Linked DNA regions of Callithrix jacchus: region 2 is linked to region 1. The links are chromatin contacts, called in public Hi-C maps. All regions are on one chromosome and are shown on one strand. Each heading gives the region's core, a stretch centred on a gene start, on an enhancer-like site or on the middle of the called end of the contact. The rest is flanking DNA. Distances are from core to core; before and after follow the strand shown.

What was found. Hi-C and Micro-C count contacts between places; a contact is called where the count stands out from the background.
Region 2: a contact with region 1 is called in a Hi-C map of induced pluripotent stem cells, with 3 times the contacts expected there. The contact joins the enhancer-like site here to the promoter of HAPLN3 in region 1. A contact is called at or near these places in 2 of 3 Hi-C or Micro-C datasets (induced pluripotent stem cells and skeletal muscle).

The regions. Positions count from the first base shown.
Region 1 is chr6:18,100,170-18,103,021 of calJac240_pri, forward strand. It overlaps HAPLN3 (hyaluronan and proteoglycan link protein 3), which reads right to left and starts at 1,354. Exons shown (of 5, transcript XM_035303754.3): 1 at 1,275-1,354.
Region 2 is chr6:18,257,755-18,260,606 of calJac240_pri, forward strand. No RefSeq gene overlaps it. Among named protein-coding and RNA genes, the nearest start is that of ABHD2, 15 kb to the right of the region's middle. Within about 2 kb of position 1,452, at least 3 of the 16 cell types and tissues checked have an H3K27ac peak or open chromatin away from gene starts, as enhancers often do. A contact at or near this core is called in skeletal muscle, where this site is marked.

The DNA.
Region 1 (2,852 bases), core at 104-2,603:
ACCACTGCCTCCTCTTCACAGTTGAGGAAACTAAGGCCAAGGGTGTGGAGGTCAGTGAACTGCCCGAGGCATTATTTTTGTCAAATATCTCGAACTTAGAGAAAGTTGACGGCCAACCCTTTGCTTTTCCCAGGCACCTCTTCCCTAGGGACCCCTCCACCTAAGAACAATAAGCTGAGCCTGGGCTTGGGGGGAGGGTGGGTGCCACCTTCCCGTCAGGTGCACATCAGCACTGGGCTGCCCGGGAGTACAAGTACCCCAGATACGAGCAGGAGGCAGCCTCACCCGCGAAGTCTGCCCGAGCGCGGCTCCCAGCGAGAAATCTGACATCCCTGTCCCTGTTTGGACAAGGCTTGACGCGCGCCTTTGAAACCCGCAGCCCCCAGGAAAATGAAAGCAGGACGCGTTTCCTACCAGCATTCCCAGCACGCCGGCCCAGGCAGCGCTGCAGGAGAGGAGCCAGGGCCAGCTCAATCGCCACCCCGCTGCTGCAGGAAGCACAGGCACTCCCGAGGGTCAGCGCTGGGCACCGACGTCCGGACACGGTCACAGGCTGCCTGCGGCCACCCAGCGGACTGGTGGCAGGACTGAGTCCAAGTGCCGCGCTGTTTCCATCCTGGCCGCGCAGGAGCCTCGGTTCCTCCCTAGGGGTCGCCATCCCCCACCCAGGGTTCTACCCTCTACCCTCCCTGCCCTTCTGGCCTCGTTGTGCCTGGGGCAAGAACCCTGGTGAGCGAGGCCTGGAACCCACAGGCATCCGTTGCGTTTGCCCCAGCGCTGCGGGCCGGCCGCGGTCCGGGGGCTCAGGTTGCCGCCCGCCGCCTCGCAGGTTGCCCCCAGCCCCTCCCAGGACTCCCGGCCCCCGGATTATTCACAGGTGCCCAGGAGCAGACTGGGGCGCCGCGGACGGCTGTCTTCTGACCCCGGACGCACAACACGGGAGGGAGCCGAGCGGCCCCCGGCGGAAAGGGGACTGGAGCTGGAAGGTGGTCTCGGAGGCCACGGGGTCCATTCGGGCTCTGCGCCCCCGCGGTGGGCACGAGGTTCCCAGGAGAGTCCACCCGCGCCCCCGCGCAGCTCCCACCCCACCTGCGCCCCGGGCGCCCCTCGCCCGCGATCATGGCCCATCTCAGCCCGAGCCTCCGCAGTGCCCAGCCCACGCCTCCTGCCCCTTCCCCGACCCTGCCCGGGTGGACCCGCAGGGCACCCAAAGCAAGAGGGAGAAACCCGGCCCGCACACAGCCCCAGAAGCCCGTCGACCCGGAGCCACGTACCGTCCCCAGGCGGCTCCTCGACAGCGCTGGGGGGCCGCGAGCTGTCCCGGTCCAAGGCGGCAGTAGGATTTGGGGAGCTTAAAAGGCCAGAAAGGAAGCGGCAGCGGACAAACCCCCGGGCGCCCGCTGGACCAGCCCCTTAAAGGAACACGAGCGCCTTTCCCTCCTAAGGGCTGGGCACGAAAGGAGTTGCTGCAGACATGAGCGGTCTCCAGACTCGCTGGGTGGGAACCCCCGCAAAGGCGGTGTGAGAGAGTTGAGGATTTCACGTCTTGGGAAAGGAAAGTAGGGGTGGAATAGGAGCGTTTGGGGAGGGGGGATCCCCTTTGAAAGCCTAGTTTGCCAAACCCCGTGGAAGGAAGCAGGGAAGCCCCTGGCCAGCATTCTGCTACCTGCTAAGGCTGCTCCCCACCTTTGGGTGTGGAAGAGGTGAGACTTCTGTATTACTTTTCCCAACAGAAAGCAATGGAGTGAGGCCGGGCACTCACGCCTGTAATCCCAGCACTTTGGGAGGCCGAGGCTGGTAGATCACCTGAGGTCAGGAGTTCAAGAGCAGCCTGGGCAACATGGTGAAACCCCATCTCTAATGAAAATACAAAATTAGCCGGGAGTGATGGAGCATGCCTGTAATCCTGGGGAGGCTGAGGCAGGAGAATCACTTGAACCCAGGAGGTAGAGGTTGCAGTGAGCCAAGATCATGCCATTGCACTCCAGGATAGGCAACAAGAGCGAAACTCCATCTCAAAAAGAAAAAACAAAGCAAGGGGTTGCTGACATCCTCCTGCCCCTGAGTATGGCCATGATGAGACACTGGCCAGATGCCTAACTCACTGTAAGGCACACAGCAGGTGCTATCCTTGGGACATGGGGCTTGAATGAGTGTCCCTGGCTGGGAGGGAACCACAGGATGGAATGTCTCTGCAGCCTGCAGGGGCAATCGGGCTTCTGAGTGGTCCCCCAACAGGGATGGGCCGCCCTTTGGAATCCAGCTATCAGCACCGCCATCTAGACAGCCATTCAGGATGCCTCTGTTTGGACAGGGTGCTTTCTTTCCTGTCCAGACCAGTGGGGTCCCTGGCCTGTGCAGCCTGATGCTTCCTCAGCAGCAAAGACCCCGTACAGCCTGACGTTTCCTCAGCAGCAAAGACTAAGGAGGTCCTTCAGCTTTGGCTGGGGGGAAGGGTCGAAGCCTCACAGGATCACAGGGTCACAGAGCCCAGAGCCTCTTAACACAGCCCAAGTTGGCCCATGAGTGTGTGTGTGCGTGCATGCGTGCATGCATGTGTGTGCGTTACACACAGCCAGGAGCAAATCAGAGCACAAAGAACTGTGATTAACAGGTAAACAGAACCTAAAAGGAATGCCAGGCTTGGTGGGCAAAGGGGAGCCAAGGAAGGTTCCTCTGCAGGTTCCCAACAGGGGAGAGGATGGACAGCAGGGAAAGCCCATTTCGTTACAGTAAGTTGAGTTGAACATGCCAGCCAGGGGTAGGGGCAGCCAGCAGGTGGAATCTTAACACTCACCCTCTGCCTTGCATTTGGGCAGAAAAAGTCAATGTGTAGGAGTGATGGTAAAAGC
Region 2 (2,852 bases), core at 202-2,701, 160 kb after region 1:
AAAAAAAAAAAAAAAAAGGCACACACCACCACTCCTGGCTGATTTTTGTATTTTTAGTAGAGATGGGTTTTCACCATGTTGTCCAGATTGGTCTCAAACTCCTGACCTTAGGTGATCCACTCACCTTGGCCTCCCACATGCTGGGATTACAGGGATGAGCCACCACACCTGACCTGGAATTTCTTTGAGACATGTTGGATCATCTCATTTCATCCTCCCTTTGTCGTATTTTCCAATTGATGAAGTTTTAAATGTCTGTGAATGGCAGCCACTAATTCTGGCATCTGTAGCTCTTGGCGGTCCACTCCTCTTGTTGATACTGACCTCTATACCCTTTTAGTGGGGCTTCACTGGCTGAAGAATCTCAAGGTAGCTAGTGTTAGAACTGAATTAGAGGTCCGCCCTGGTAGTGGGGACAAACCCCCACACGTTTGCTCACAGAAGTCATCTTCTGTATTGATGATGATTTTTGCAGTATGAGAGCAGAGGGAAAATGGGGGCTGAGCATTTTTCTAAACGATAGTGGACATTCAAATCCCTAGTGAGGCTGGGCGCGGTGGCTCACGCCTGTCATCCAGCACTTTGGGAGGCGGAAGCAGGTGGATCACCAGAGGTCAGGAATTCATGACCAGCCCGGCCAACATAGAAAAACACCATCTCTACAAAAATACCTGCCTGTATTTTTGGGAGGCTGAGGCAGGAGCATTGCTTGATCCTGGGAGGTAGAAGTTGCAGTGAGGTGAGATTGTGCCACTACACTCCAGCCTGGGTAGATCATAAATAAGAGAGATAATTGACTCACAGTTCTGCAGGCTGTATAAGCACAGCTCCAGCATCTGCTTGGCTTCTGGCAAGGCCTCGGGAAGCTTACGATCATGGCAGAAATGGGAGTGGGTGCAAAGAGAGAGAGGAAGGGCCAGGCTCTTTATAAACAAACTGCTCTCAGGTGAACTAATAGAGCAAGAACTCACGCTTCACCAAACGCAGGATGCTAAGCCATCCATGAGGGATGTATACCCTCTAATAAACGTGAGATTTGGAGGGGACACACATCCAAGCTGTATCAGGCCTTAAATGATTTGTTTTGACTCTTAGCTCCTTGAATGACAATTATTTGTTCTCCCTGACAAGAGAGAGAGAAACGGGTTTTCCCTCCAGCTGGAAGGCAAATGCCAGCCAGGGGGCAGAGTGCCAGCCGGCTGGGGCAGCTTACAGCACTGTGGAGGAGGGCCAGGGACATGAAGCTACAGGCACAGAGGTGGAGGTAAATGGCTGCCAGAGTGCAGGCAGGCTGGAGCTCCCGGGTGCCCCAGGGGTTCTGCGCACACAGGCTAAGGAATGGTGCAGGCTCCACCTGAAATCAGGGCCATCCAGTCACTGTCTCTAGCCTAGGCCTCTGCTCCATGCCACTCCCCAGGGTAGACTGGGGAAAGGGCTTGCTGTGCCCCAGGGCCCAGGCTCACACTCACCACCTGGAAGGCATTCCCCAAGCTGGACGGGGGTCCTGGAAGTAGGCCCGGCAGGTGGGGCTCTGTCCTGCGCAGGTCAGCTGAGTCTTCTCGGTGGCCCTGCAGACACCATCCACCTGGTGGGACAGACACAAGATTCAGGCCTCCCGCTGGACCATGTGGCTTCCCCACATACATCAGCCTCAGCAGGAGACTCCCCCCAGTGCTGGGTCTGCAAAGGCCTCTGCAGAGCCAGCAGGCCACCTGCCTTTCCTGGGACTCTGCAGGGAGCAGCCCTCAAGAGCCTCAGCCAGAGGGAGGAAGGGCAGGTGCACCTGCTCACCTGCCAGGCCAGGCTGAGCTCCTCCAGGCTTTGGGCCAGAGCCATCCAGTAACATCAGATCAGTGCCTGCTTCATTGTCGTTGGTGTCCAGAAGGCCAGCGGATATGCCTGTGGGGAGGAAGGAAGCTGAGGAGGTCCTGAGAGCCCATGATCCTCCCTCAGGGGTCCTGTATGAGATGAGCCTCAGGCACACGGAGGATTGGTAGAATCCCTCTACCCCAGACTCCTAGAGCTCTGGCTCCAAACCCTCATCAGCAGGAGGAGAGAAAGCACAGGGACTGAGGACAGCGTGTGTTCCCCCCATCCCGTCTCCACATCCTCAGCCCGAGTGGCCAGAATCCAGGCCTACCCTTTGTGTTCCTTGGCAGAGGGACCACAGAAAGGCCAACTCCACCTTGGAGCCACATATCCAAGGAATGGGGGCAGAAAGCCCTGGGCCTCAGTGCCATCTTCTCAACCACAGTGGCCACCTACAGCTCGGGGACCTGTTGCACTGGAAGCTGAGAATGGTGCATCCCGAAGAGGCTCTTGGTGGTGGGGCCAACTCCGCCAGGGCCCAGACTTACCGTGGTGCCAGAGGTGCACAGTCAGGCTGCAGAGACCAGTGGGCACATCACAGGAGATTGAGACCCCATCCTCACTGGCCAGATCAATCCTGGGGACATCTCTCCTTTTCATGGCAAAAGGCAGCTGGAGGTCTGAACAGCTATCCCCTGGCAGGGAGGAGCTGTACAGCCTGTAGGCCAGTGGGCAGGAGGGCTGACCCACAGCCAGGGGACAAGCTTGAGAGTGCCATCCCCCAGGCAACCTGCCGCAGGCACAGGTCTCCAGGGGAAGCTCGGGCCTCTCCTCCTCACCTGCAGGCTGGAGTAGAAGATGAAGGTCACATGGTTCAGCTCCACGGTCAGGGCCATGAGCCCCAAGCCTGTCTGACTCAGCATCAGTGAGAATGTGTTGTGAGCGAAGTCTTGGGCCAGGAGGATGCTGCTGCACTGGACGCTGAGGTTCCACACCTGGCCATCAAAAGTCACCACGTGCTGGGCCCCAGCCACCAGGGCATG